Regions from separate parts of the Mus musculus genome. Here region 2 is linked to region 1. The links are chromatin contacts, called in public HiChIP or PLAC-seq maps. All regions are on one chromosome and are shown on one strand. The core of a region is the stretch at or near the end of the contact, and the rest is flanking DNA. Distances in the headings are between cores, read along the strand shown.

Region 1 (7,186 bases), core at 3,671-6,170:
TTAGTGTGCACTGTGTACACACCACACCATAGTATATGTGTAGGATTCAGGTAGCTTGTGGGAGTCACTTTCTTCCCTTCTACCACATGGCCCTGGGGTGTGGTCCCCACTGACTCACAGATTTGGAATCTTAGTCACAAGGGGGTGGCACTATTTGCAAGGATTAAAAGGCGTGGTGTCTAGTGTGGTCTGGTCAAGAAAATGTTTCGCAAGGGGGTTGAGCTTTGGGGTTTCAAAAGCCCGTGTCTACGCATCAGGATATAGCTCTCAGCTACTCCTCCAGCACCATGGCTGCCACCGCCGTGCTCCCCACCATGATGATAATGAACTGAACTTCCCAAAGTCTAAGCAAGCTCCCAATTAAATGCTTTCTCATCTAAGAGTTGCCTTGGTCTTGGTGTCTCTTCACAGCAACACAACAGACATGGAGAAAGCAGCAATCTGACCATCCAGAATGTTGAGACAATCTGATTTTTCAAAATAAACTTTTAACTACTCATCTTGCTCCTCGGCTCCATGTTTGTCTTTCCAGTGTTGTCAGTGTATCTTAGGAATTTATATAAATATGTCGCTTTTCGGTTTAGAATTTAGTTTTCTAGGCTTTGCTAATAAGTTAGATATCTAAATCTGTGGTTAGATATCTGTATCTAAAATATTGTCCTCAGCTCCTGTCCTCTGCTACTGTATCTCCTCTTGGTTCATATGCACATGATGAGGGGTGTGTGTGTATATGTGTGTGTGTGTTTTGAATGCATTTGTTTGTGTGTGTATATTCAATGCATTTGTGTATGTATATGTATTTAATGCATTTACCTAAGGACGTAAGATCAGATTTCAGGAGCTGGTGGAGGCAAATATGTCTGTGTATGCTGCCAATTTAATTTAAGTCTAGGCTTCTTTACTATATTAGAAGATTCACAGGAAGCTGTTGTCTGAATTTTCAATAACAACACAGATGGTTTTCCAGAAACTTTTAGAAGACTATCAAACCAAAACCAAGACATTCTCTGGGCTCTCCTTCTCCTATCTCACAGCGCCCAATCCAGAAACAGGTAAGTTTGGTGGCGCTGTCAGATAGACAGTGCGCTTCGGGGAGAGAAAGCAGGTTCATAAGTGAAGGTTTTATATAAAACTACAACAAAGCAGATGATAAAAGCTGAATGATAGGTATCTTATGCTTACCTGCTATGTTCGAAAACTTTCTGGAGCCCGCCAAAGCACCTGTTGCTGGAAATCTGTTTGAGCGCCATTCTCCTCCTGGGACGAAGAGGAATCCCATTAATTTAAAGCTCCCCCACATCAGGATAGGGTTTCTCTGCGTAGCCCTAGATGTTCTCTTACTCACTTTATAGACTAGGCTGCCTTGAAACTGGGATTAAAGTGCTGAGATTAAAGGCACATGCCAACACATGCCCGACCTATTAAAGGCCTCTGAAACACTTGAAACAGAACTGTTCTCAGATCAGTTATCTAAACACGACAGTTTTCACACTCGCACACACAGCACAGGCACTTGCCTGATTCTGGAAAAGGTCGGTACCGTGAGGTTTGCTGCTGTTACTGTTGTGGACTGCCTCACGACCTTCAAAACAGATCCTAGTCTACTGATTAACAGATCCTAGTCTACTGATTAATTTAGAAAATTACAGAACACTTACAGCACCAGAGGCATTTTTCTATGCACATTTATGAGTTTTTGCAAGAAAGTGACAAGAGATTTTTGTTTGACCAACATTTCTCCTTTCAAACAAATCAACAAGCAAACATGAGCCTGTTAGCTGTGAACTAAGGAATAGCTTGTCGTCAGAAACTTTTGAAGCCTGGTAGTTAATTCCTTTTCTCTGAAGTCACTCTGTTGATTCTCTATGAAGATAAATTTGAACACATATAAATATATTATCTTGCAATAGAAATAATATATGGAAAAAGCTGGAAATTCATTTTTTATCATAAATACCTATTATGTAATAAAGAAAAATTGAACTGATTCTGATGTAAACCTGGCATGGAAAGATTTCCTTCCCACTCCTTGAAGCACTTTCTATATAATACAAAATATAAACTAAAGTAACAGACACCAGGAAGACGCCTTACCACGTTGGTGGTCTTATCAGTGATGTCACTCACTGGGTGCTGGCTGGATTCTATTGTAGGCTACTCTTAGAAGTGTAACGCTAGTTTGAAAAGTGAATTTTGGAAAATGTTTTTGCACAATTAAGAGTAATCTCAGTCCTGTCTCTTAATCTGGATACTTAGTTGTACAGTGGAGAATTGTGATTTGAGCTTTGGTAGGGCTACCATCAGAGATCTTAGCTGCTTTGTGGTCTGGCCGCCTAGAGGATCATGGAACTTTCTGTTTCCTTTTCTCTTTCGAAAAAAAAAAAAAAAAATAAGCCAGATGAGCCAATTCCATAGGATTAGGGTAGTTACACATTGATAAAGTACCCTCCGTTCATAGATAGCTTGATTTGTAACACACAAAATATTAACTTTTAATGTTTCATATGTTATTGCAAATACTGCTTCTCTGTCACATGGATAATTGTCATATGAATATGACAAGTCTGGTCTATGTTAATACAGACAGTCAGCACAGGGAGGGTTTAGTCAAGGACATCCTACATCTATGACAGTGATCCTGTAAGAGTATAGTAGAGCTAAAAGTTCCTGTCAGCCAGGACACACGTAGCTGCAGAGGGAAGACAACACCAAGTGACAGACTTCACAGAGCCATTTGCAAAGCTCAACGAGCTCCTTAAATACTTTAAAAACTTGAGACCAAATATCACATGGATTTTTTATCAATGGAAAGGAATGCTCATGTGCACCAGTCACTTATAAATCAAACTCAAGATGACAGAAATAAGTAAGCTACTGTCTGCGGGTGTGTGTGTGTGTGTGTGTGTGTGTGTGTGTGTGTGTGGAGCCTCCTGCAGGTGCTCACTACAGAAGGCGTTATGGAGAAGGAACTGCGTCTGCCGGGGAGGATAGCTCCATATATGTACCCTAAAGCACTTCCATGGGATGAAATGTGGATGCAGAAGACAGTCATGGGATGTGGTCCTGTGAATCAACCCTGAAGATTGTGGGATTGTGTCTTCGTTTCTATAGAAAGTTTGTGAAAACTAAAACCAGAAAAAAGCTGATAAAATTTAAAAAAAAGTTTGCATCACTGTAATAATAAATGTTAAATGGCTCTAAAAACTACAGTTTATAAAATAAAAAAAAAGTTAAAGTATGAATAAGATATTTTAAAATAGGTTTAGTGTAGCTTCGTCCAGGTCACTTACATTCCCTAACTCATAGCAAAATTGACTTACTGACTTGCTTTGGACCTGTAAGCTCTAGTTACAAAAAGCATTCTTTTACTGGCATTCTATTTGTTGAAAATCTTTTATGCCATAATTTACTCTGTCTCCTTTGTGTGTAGACACACCAGTAGTTGCCATCGTGTTAAAACTGCCTACCATATTCTATACCTTGTACATGTTCACACTCCAAAGTACCATCTAGGTTGCATAAGCTGATTCTGGTATGCTCACCCAAGAATGAACTTTCTTAAGTTTCTCAGGACCTATGTTGTTTGTTAAGATACAGTTGCCTCCAGACTTAGTCAGGGCTTAGTCACAGACCTTTGACAATGGCAACACACTTTTGCTGCTTCACAATGAATAAGCATATTCTGCTGCTTTGGGGAAGGCATAAATTCACAGTCCTGACCACCATTTCTTTACTCAAAGCCTGTCCTGCCTCCCCCCCCCTCTATTTCATTCTTAGTTCCCAACTCCCCCACCCCACGCCCCTTTCCCAGTTCTTGTCACATATTTTCCCCCTAACTCATAGTCCCTAAATTTCAAACACATCTTCTGGGCTGAAAAATCTAAATCTGTCTTTTCATATTCAAATTTTAAGCATTAGTGCCAAACTGCTATGCATTTATTTCGCATCGCTATAGCAAAACCCAACACATTTAAAATTAAACTTAGATCCTTGCCTGTACAGCCTATCTTATATCTGAAATGTCTCAAAAGTTGAACTTTAAAAGTTTCGTTGCACGCGCCCTAAATCCCTGGAGAACCAGGCGTTCGAGAACAGCCTGGTATACAAAGTGAGTTCCAGGACAGTCAGAACTACAATGTCTCAAAAACAAAATAAAACAAAATCTCAGTATCATCATAGCAATTATATATAGCTAAGAGCTAATTAAAACCTTAGTCTACTTTCTTACTAGTATGTCCCACTACAAACAATACTGTTATAGAAGCCTGGGGTTTCATTCCTTTAACTTTTCAAAGAATGCCTATAGATTGCTGACCATTAGGCCTAATATGGCCTACATAAAAAATGGTGAATTTTATTAATTTTAAATAACATAAGTGCCATCTTTCTGACGACTCAACCACAAATCACCTATGGACGGCCGCCTACACCTGAATTTTTACCACTGGGCACGGCCTCGAGCGCGCTGCCCAAGACACCTCAGGGCCCTAGTGGCGTCGCCTGCAGCCCAGGCTGGGATCCCGGAGGGAAAGCGTTCCCCGGGCTCCGCGCGGGAATGCTCGGCGAAATGCCGTCCCGGCGGGCACTCCACCAACCCGAGCATCCCAGCGAGCCTGGCGCCCCAGGTCACACATTGTTTCCAGCTCCCCGAAGTTAAAGCGATTAGCAGGCCCTGCGGGACGAGGCCTGCCTTACCGCGGCGGGAAGGGTGCAGAGATCGTCACCATTCCCCGCTGCTATCACCACCGCAGGTCTAGGCGTCCGCGCACAGCCGCCCGAAAACCAGGTAGTAGAGAATGCTTGGGACTCACGACCCATTCCATCTTACCTCGGTGAGGGGCAGCTTCTAACTCGCCAGGGAAGAAGGTTGGGGCTTCCGCCCCGAGCACTGCCTCTGGCTCCGCCCACACCATATGTCCCGCCCCGGCCTCCGGGGCGGGTCCCACGTAGAGGCTCCTCCCTTTGGGCCCGTCCCCTCCTTTGGCCGCTTACTCTGGTCCCCTCTCACGGCCCCGCCCTCAAGTCCCTCCCTTTCTCTGCCCCTCTCCTCCCCAGCCCTCCCTCCTGAGCTGCTCCCATTCTGAGACACCGCCCCCAGGGCGCGCACTCTCCTAGCAGACCTGCCCTATGGATACACCCCAAGGGAGACTAGGAGTTCCCGGACCCCGACCCTCCCCTACAAGGCCATTCCCAAGAGACTTTTCGCCGGGTTCCTGTTTCCGCGGTGTGTCAGGATGAGCCAAAAGTGTGTCTGTCATGACACTGGACCTCTAGACCTCTGTAACTTGCTTCAGATGCTCCCAGAAGGCAACAAGAGAATGAGGCTCTAGTACACCAGCTGGCCTCTCCCAGTTAACTTGTGGAAAGGGCTTGTGTGGAACTCTGCAGTTGTTTGGAAACCTGAGCAGAAATTTCACATTTCCACCCTCATTCCACATCTACTCTGCACCTGCTTGATTTGGAGCTTCTAGGAGGAGGACACATTCATTAACTCTTTTCAATGTCCATTTTTTTCTCCCCTCTTCCCTCAATAAAAGTTGAACTGTGTCAGGGTTTCTGGTTAATCATTTACAGCAGTTCTCAACTTCATCCAATTTAACCAGCAAGTGTACTTTGTTCAGAAAATTAAATATTACAAGCAGTTTTTAAAACCAGTATTTAGGCTGCTAGGTTGTGGATACTATGTATAACCTGTAAGATTGTCTGGTTTAATAATCACGCAGCCTGTGCATTTGCAACAAACTGTCAGAAGGACCCAGTGCCTGCTCTGTGTGTATAGGCTCTCCATCTTAGTTTTGCTGGGGGACTTGCAAGTTATGTGGCTAGTCAGGCTAAAAAACAAGTAGGTGAGCTGAGCTCAGTGGAATATAACCTGTGTGGATGAGCTGCCACGCAGAACGTTGCTTTTCTGTGTCATGTGGCAGGCATTTGTGTACCTGTTTAATGGTTAACCAAAGAATGTTATTTTGAGAAAGCATTAAGGTAAATTCTTAAAATTATTATTATTAACAGAGTCTTAAATGTAATTCTGGCTAGCCTGGAACTTACTACGTAGACCGGCTGGTCTTGAACTCAGAAATCCCCCTACCTTTGTCTCCCGAATGCTGGGATTAAAGGTATACTCTATCACTCCCAAGCTAACTACTTTTAAATGTAATTTATTGGAAAGGTAATTTTTTTTCAAACTGAGTTTCACAACTGAAGTTATGAAAGATTACCCAAGTCTGCAAATTCTTTCTAATTGTTAAATGCTTGAACAAAGTTTAAAGGGTGTTCAATTAGTATCTTGATCTCTTTAAGGTACAAACTAACTCCAAAGAGTTCTTGTATCCATATTAGTGGTAATAATCATAATGACAGTTTCTCTCAGTCAGCATGAAATTATACTAGATCAAAACTTCTATTTTCAAGAACATTAATACTATATATTGTTATTTGGGTGTGAAAGTAAAGAAAACCGAATCTGAAAGTAATGTTGATATTTCTGATAATGAAAATGAATGAATAGTAATCACTTAAAGAAATATGTCCAAAATTACCTAGAGCAGTGGTTCTCAACTTTCCCAATACTGCAGCCATTTAATACAGCTCCTTGTATTGTGGTGACTCCCAACCATAAAATTATTTTTGTTGCTACTTTATAGCTGTAATTTTGCTACTGTTATGAATCATAATGTAAATCTCTGGTTTTGTTGTTTTGTTTTGTTTTGTTTTGTTTGTTTTTTGGGTTTTGTTGCTGTTGTTGTTTTGTTTTTTGTTTTTCGAGACAGGGTTTCTCTGTGTAGCCCTGGCTGTCCTGGAACTCACTTTGTAGACCAGGCTGGCCTCAAACTCAGAAATCTGCCTGCCTCTGCTTCCCAAGTGCTGGGATTAAAGGCTTGCGCCACCACCACCTGGCAAATATCTGGTTTTTGATGGCCTTACATGACCCCTGTGAAAGGGCCATTTGGCCCTCCAAAGGGGGTGCACCCCACAGGTTAAGCACTGCTGACCTCTAGGTCTGTGACTGAGAATATTCAGTTTCTCAGTTTGAATGAATATGAGCTATGAGCGGGATGCAACCAATAAAAGAACTCAATGAAAATGACGAAAACTCCAATCTGCTTCAGATCTGTGGGGATGGGAACTGTCTTGGCTTTCCAAAAACTTTATACACTGGGCTGGAGCATATCAGAAATGTATTTAC
Region 2 (6,974 bases), core at 1,803-4,302, 2.3 Mb before region 1:
AACAAAAACCTTCAAATGATACAAGGTCAGTCTTGGCAACGCTTCATTTACTATTTTTGTCTCTATAATTGATGAAGATCAAATTTCTGTTAAGTCATACAGTTTGTGGTCATTTGTTTTGGCAGCCCCAGCAAACTTAGCAGGGGATATTAACATGGAAATTTGTATAGGTTACACGGCCTATTCTGAAAAGACACAAAAACTTTCATTCAAATGGCTTAAAAGTAACTGTTTAGGCCAGTGAGGTGGCGCAGTAGATAAAGATGCCTGAAGCTAACCCTGATAGCCTGAATTCAATCGCTGAGATTCACACAGTGGAGACGAGAACTAACTCAAGGAAGATGTCACCTGACCTCCACATGCATGAGCTTGCTCTCTGTCTCTGTCTCTGTCTCTGTCTCTGTCTCTGTCTCTCTCTCTCACACACACAAATACTCACAAAATAAAGATTATAAACATTTTTAAAAATTGATCACAGCTTTCAAAATTTCTACCATCTCATAAGATTTACAATATAGTATGATATATAGCAATTTCCCAAGAGTTTTCCTCAATAATAAAGTCCCCTAAATACTGCCTCTAAGACATACCTTCAAATAATTAAAATACAGAGGTAGTCTTAGCCTATCTACACTTGGCTTCTAACCACCTCCCTTTTCCTACTCCCTTTGTGAGTCCTAGGTGGTTAGTTCCCACAGCACACCTAATGAGCATGGTTAGGAAACTGCTCTCAGGCGTGTTGTCCTGGTTTGGTGCTACCAGTTGAACTATACAACCATATCATAAATTATATGTTTGCTATCAAACCTGTTCATGCCAGCTATACTTGACACTATGCTCTTATAACTTAAGTAAATATGAAGCAAACCAATTATATGGTATAGAAATAAAGTTTTTGCTTCTCTGTAGTCTGTTTAATGATTTCTAAAGACACAGTAAAGGGCGTGAGATAGCTATCAAAGATTCTAAAGAGTAAGCATGCATTCTGATGGCTTCAAAGGTGCCTTTAAACTATTTTCCTCTTCAAGAAACAGAATATTGGGGACTCTTTTATGTTTAGACATAGGTGTGTGCTTTACGCAAGAGATGCAATACAGGAAAATAAGTTGATCATGTACAAAAAGGCTCTGGAATTTTTCAGTTGATTGACACATGAGCATCAGCTAGATTAAAATAAGTTCACGATACTATGCTACATTTGTTGACAACATTCTGGCTTAGTTTTGTCTTCTTTTTAAAAGCTTTACATAGACCAAACCTCCATAACCTGTAAGAACTTTCATTCCTATAAAATGTGTGATTCAGGGTCTAGCCAAACTTTGCAGTGTACTGTTTGGCCCTGAGCTCAGACTGTGTCTATCAGAGGGCTCCTCGTGCATGAAAATCCCAAGGAAGCTATTCTGCGAAGTGAGGCAACCAGGCCTCCAGGAAGGTTATGTTTAAGCTTGAAGGGTATTGAGCAACCGAGAGCAGGTCAGCTCACAAAAGAAACGTGTTCAAAGGACAACAAGCAGCAAATGTAAAGAATTGTCGATGGCCTACGATAGAACAGCCTTTACTTGCATGGCTTGAGAAGGAGTTTGTTGTTTGTCTTCCAAAATGAATTATGCATGTGAATCATCTGCGAGATAAAAATAAAAAAGCAGAACAAAACAAGCCCAGGCCTGACTCCCATAGACTCTGAGTCAATCTGCAGCCGGGGTGTGGGGTACCTACTCTACTATTAAGTTCTACTTGTTCCCATGTGCAACCAGGATTGAGAGGCTCTGTAGTAGCCTGGGAAAGGGGAGAGAGTGTTAAGAAATGCAGCCCAGACAGACCAGATGCTGAAGGAAATGGTATGTAAATACATTATCACAACTTCCCTAACAACTTAGCTATTTTGAAAGTTTTGTTACTGCCAGTGCTGTTGCATGAATGAATCCTGAGCTCTCATCCTTGGACATGAAAACAAGAAAAAAAGCTTCTAAACTTGCTTTTAAAAAAAAAAATCCATTTTCCTTAACAGACAGCAAGTTTATGCCAAGGCATGCATGTCTGATCAGATCTGTGTTATCTATCCCTCAGGGTTCCTGGAAGTGTCCAGCGAGCATTCAATGTGTGCCCTCTGAAAGTGATCACACGGCCTGGAGTAGGTTCTATGTGGGCTGGTTACCTTGGCCGCTAGTCAAGTTGAGATGGGTGCACACTTAACAAGACTTCTAGACTCCCGGATCCCCTAGAGTCTTCTCATTCAGGAAACACTTGAGCACTTGGAGGAAGACCAAGGAAAATGAAGGCCCTCTCCTTCCTCCATTGCCAGTCCTCAGAAAATGCGCTTTCTCTTACCTTCTCATATATTTTGAAGAGTGGGTATTTTTCCATTTACAACAGTACTTGATTTTCAAATTGTTGTTTTTAAATAAATAACATTAAACCCTTGGGGGACAAAGGAGCCTTAATTTTTATCTTATTGCTACTGTAAGAATGAATGCATTCCGTCCTGTGAGGGGACACACTTGGGGGGGGGGGTAAGAGAAATCGACGTTGCCAACACAAGTGAACAGTCAAGGATGTTGGTCCCAAATGAAAGTACAGAATCAGCCGAAAGGGGGAAAAAATGAAAACTAACTAGAAACTTAAAAACTAAACAAAAAGTGAAAAGAAAAAAGAAAAAAAAAAGCCACTCCCCCACAAAAGTCACCAGAGTCCCCTTACTTGAGCCCGGATTGGAGGGCGCTAAGTGACAAGCTGGCCACACTGCTGGGTCAGCAGATCCTTCTGGAGTCGCCACGGCCCGCGGGGAGAGGGGACGCTTCTTCCCTTCCCTTCCGGGCGCCTCACGGGACGCGCTCGCCCGCGGCTCTCCGGGCCCCCGCGCCTCAGCGCCCGGGCCTCAGGCGGCCTCCACGGTGACTGCGGGCGCTGACCCGGAACTGCTGAGCGGCGCGGGAATCCCCCGCAAGGGGCTCGGCCTTGCGTCTCCAGGGCGCCACCTCGCGGCCGTGGCGGGAACACCCAAACCCGGGCGCACGCCCGCGGGAGCCCGAGGCCGCCGGGAGGCCCGGGGACGCGGTGAGGCGGGCGGACCGGCCGGCCGGTGACTTTGGGAGCCACTGGGGTTCGAGCGCCGAGCCTGCAGCTCACGCCCCAGCTCGCGGCCGCCGAGGAGAGCGCGGGAAGCAGCCCTGCGGTGAGTCCCGGGCGGAGGGGAGGTCGGCGCGGCGACGGGACGGACGGACGCACACCGTGCAGTCCAGGCTCCTCCGAGGTCGCCTGCACGGCTGGCGGAAAGAATGAATGAAGGCGCCAGTGCCCTACGGGGCGGGCGGAGGTTGGGGTGGGCGTCGGGGTGAAGGCTCAGCAATGGTAGGTGTCAGAATTGGGGGTCACAGGGTCGGCAGAGGGGAGCTCCAGCCTGGACAGGGAGTTCAGAGAATCTGCAAGTGGTCAGAAATCGACCCTGATCCAAGTTGCAGTGGCTTTTGGGATTATCCCAAGTGCGGAGGACTGTGTAAACCTGGGGGGAAAGCCCAGCCTGTGGGCTAGCTTTTACCTTTAAAAAATGAGTGTGTTTGTTTGTTTGCTTGCTTATGGTGACAGACACCTTTACTCTTCTCTCTCTCTCTCTCTCTCTCTCTCTCTCTCTCTCTCTCTCTCTCTTTCTTTCTTTCTGGTGACATACACCTTTAATCCCAGCACTTGGGAGGCAGAGGCAGAGGCAAGCAGGTGTCTGAGGTCGAAGCCAGCCTGGTCTACATAGCTAGTTCCAGGACTGCTGGGGCTGTTAGACAGAGAAGCTCTGCCTCGAATCCCTGTCCCAACCGCAACCCCAAAGAAGATTGGCTGCTGATACTGCTCAACTTAATATCCTAAAGGTGAGACCTCAGTATTTCATGAGATGTGATCTAATCTTATAGACATGATGGGGATAATGACATAACAGATTTACATCCTATAATTAAAAAGACTTGATCTCAGACAACAAGTAATTTTGTACTTAAAATCTGCTATAAGGAAAACAAAGCATAATTTCTATTCTATAAAAATGTACCCAGCTGTTCACAAAATAAAAGATGGCTCTGCCCTTAATTGTCAGGATGAATGGTGCACTGGCTTTTCTGCTCTGCACACTACATTTATTTTGGTTACTTTTTGTATTGATGCAATTTACTTCCTATTTTTATTTTTATATTTATTTATTTATTTTTGTTCACCACAAATTTCGGTTGTATCTATAAGAAGATCGAATTTATTGTTATTTGTGATCACTTTTCTTTACAGCTGCTATGGCATAAAAAGTCTTTGGGGCAAAAAAGACTGCCTGATTGAAGAATGGCAGAAGCAGTCTTGATTGATCTCTCTGGTTTACAATTGAATGCACAGAAAAACTGCCATGAGACCTTACTGGAGACACTGGATGGTATTCACTACCACCACGCTCCCAAGGCCAAGTTCCTTTGCATAATATGTTGCAGAAATGCCAGCAAGGAAAAGGATGGGGAGTATGGCCTCTGTGAATTGGAAGCAGGAAATGGCTTTTCACGTCTCGCGGGAAAATTCGAGACTGTTAGCCATCCCTGCCTGGCTGCCTCTTTGTATACAATTAAACAAAAAATTGATGAAGAAAATCTGAGCTGCATTAAGGTGATTGTCCCCGAGCACAGGAAACTGTTAATGAAGGCTTACGTTGGTCAACTCTTCACCGAGGTGTATGAGTTTGAGTTTGAAGATCTACAGGGAGCTTGGAGGGATAGCCTTTTGAAACCATCCACTGGAATAAACGTGACCACAACTCAAGAACTAGAAGACATCCAGCATGAAATAGAAACATACTTGAGAAGCCTGCCAGCGCTGAAAGGGGACCTAACTATTGTCACATCTCCTCTGATCCCAGGTACCTTCCACACTGTCCTCTGTATTGCACTGAAAACCCAGACTTTCTTCAGAAGTTCCTCACTTCCCTTTCTTTTCTCTCTGTTGACTCTTGTGAACTGTTCATGTTTCGCAACATGGGGAGTTTAGGACCTGTGGGTCAGCGGCTTCAAAGGATGACTTCATCAGAGCTGTTCCTAAAAAACAAATCTGCACTATGCAAATTCAGCTCTAAGGCAAATCTCCCAACACTCCTAAAAAAGTTCTTTTTTTCTGACCTGGAAAATCTTTTACGTAGACATGCTGAAACCCCAACTCTCTGGGCATTTTAATAGAAGAGTAAACTTTCAAATAATCCTCCTTGGATAAGTAGGATTAATTGTGAGCTGTATGTTACTTCTACCAGATGAAATGAAAGTACCCTGGGAAGAGAGCAGCAGTCCCACGGGGAGGTAAAACACACAGTACTGTGTGACATCACACGGAGGTACAAAGAGCAGCCAGAGTTAGAAACAAGATCAATTATTGCAGGCTGGGGTGACCAGGGAGGCCTGATGGAGAGGCTGTCTTTTGTATGCTGTTTAGCCTTTTGTAGAACATCCTTTGACTTGCTCCCACTTATCCTCAATAGACAACTTCCTGCATGGATTTACCACACGGACAGGGGGCATATCTTCCGTACCCACTCTCAGCTCCCTCAATCTTTTCAGTAGTTCCAAAAGGAGAGATCCCAAAGTGGTTGTTCAAGAAAATGTTCGCAGGTTGGCAAATGCTGCCGGATTTAACGCAGAGAAATTTTACCGAATAAAGGTAGATTTTTGTTATCTATTTTGGTCTTGTTCTCAGTATATTTATATAACCCTTAAGCTATTTAACTTTTGTTTCTGGTGCTTCGTCTAACATTTACGATGATGCTGAAATTACTTTTTCTCTATATGTGTGTGCTCATTCATGTGTGTTTGTGTTTCATCTAGACCGCCTCAATTCTAGAAGTATGGTTAACTTTTGAGAGAGTATAAGACCACTCAGACCCTTTCAATATAGAAGGTCCCTGAGTGATCAGGGAAAAGTTTGGAGCCTCACTTCTTAAGTGACAAGCAGGAGGACTAGGGCCTAAGAGAGGAGAAATCTGTTAAATAAGAACTCTAGATAGAAGTGAGTCTAATAAAAGGGGGGAAATCACTCACTTGGTACTTTCACATTTCTGCAAAGAAAGTGAAACTTGCCTTTTGGGAGAAGTACTCAGAGCGAAGATGTGCATATCTCTGATGGGGGATGGTCAGGACTTCTGAGTCTACTTCCCTAGGAACCACATCTGCAGATGTTGTTATATTTGTCATTTTATCACTTATGGAAGCGAATGATCATATCCTGATTACCTCATTTTGTGACCAGTTCTTGTAGAAAAGCTCGCATGTAAGATGTTTCGTTTTCCAGACATTTTGCTCTGTGTTTCGTGTTAGACTGATCACGCCAGTGAAGTGTGGGTTATGGGGAAGAAGGAGCCTGAATCTTACGATGGGATCGTCACAAATCAGAGAGGAGTCACAATCACTGCTCTTGGCGCCGACTGTATACCCATCGTCTTCGCAGATCCTGTGAAAAAGGCATGTGGGGTTGCTCACTCCGGTAGGTGTGTTAATCACTTAAGGTTTTCTGAATTTGCAATACAGGGTGGTTATCTCATTGGCATAGATGTAAATTGCATTGCTTTGTGGTAGGATGAGGCCTACATAATCTGACTACTGAAACAGATACAAGGAATATACAACTCAAATTAGACGGATCAGACTAGAATTCCCTAAGAGGGTGGTATCTTGTGATATTCAACAATCTGTAGGTTTAAGATTGTCAATATTTCTAAGCAAAGCTATAGAATTAACATTTAGGGCAAGACAATCCTGAAGTGCAAACTAAATTATCTTTAGTCCTTGCAGTTTTTAATGTGCATAATAACCATAGTTATTGTAATAACCAAATAGCAACTCTTCAAGTTTTTCAGGATACTCTGGGCACCAGGGAATAAGGAATGTTTGGCATGTTATAGAAGGGAGTTCACAGAGGCAGAGCAGCATGAGTAAAAGCAGTCAGAGGAAAGCAAAACAAAACCAAGACCATGA

Evidence for each region. HiChIP or PLAC-seq counts read pairs in DNA pulled down with a chosen protein or histone mark.
Region 2: a contact with region 1 is called in an H3K27ac HiChIP or PLAC-seq map of bone marrow-derived dendritic cells, with 5 times the contacts expected there. The contact joins the promoter of Lacc1 here to the promoter of Esd in region 1. A contact is called at or near these places in 1 of 115 datasets of contacts at active chromatin or transcription factors (bone marrow-derived dendritic cells) and 1 of 9 other capture datasets (liver).

The regions. Positions count from the first base shown.
Region 1 is chr14:74,730,031-74,737,216 of GRCm38.p6, reverse strand. Esd (esterase D/formylglutathione hydrolase) reads right to left here and starts at 4,920. Exons shown (of 9, transcript NM_016903.5): 1 at 4,829-4,920; 2 at 1,183-1,257. The coding sequence starts at 1,250.
Region 2 is chr14:77,032,695-77,039,668 of GRCm38.p6, reverse strand. It overlaps Lacc1 (laccase domain containing 1), which reads left to right and starts at 3,052. Exons shown (of 8, transcript NM_172488.2): 1 at 3,052-3,172; 2 at 3,679-3,857; 3 at 4,264-4,876; 4 at 5,486-5,664; 5 at 6,318-6,483. The coding sequence starts at 4,315. It overlaps Ccdc122 (coiled-coil domain containing 122), which reads right to left and starts at 2,897. Exons shown (of 6, transcript NM_175369.4): 1 at 2,698-2,897.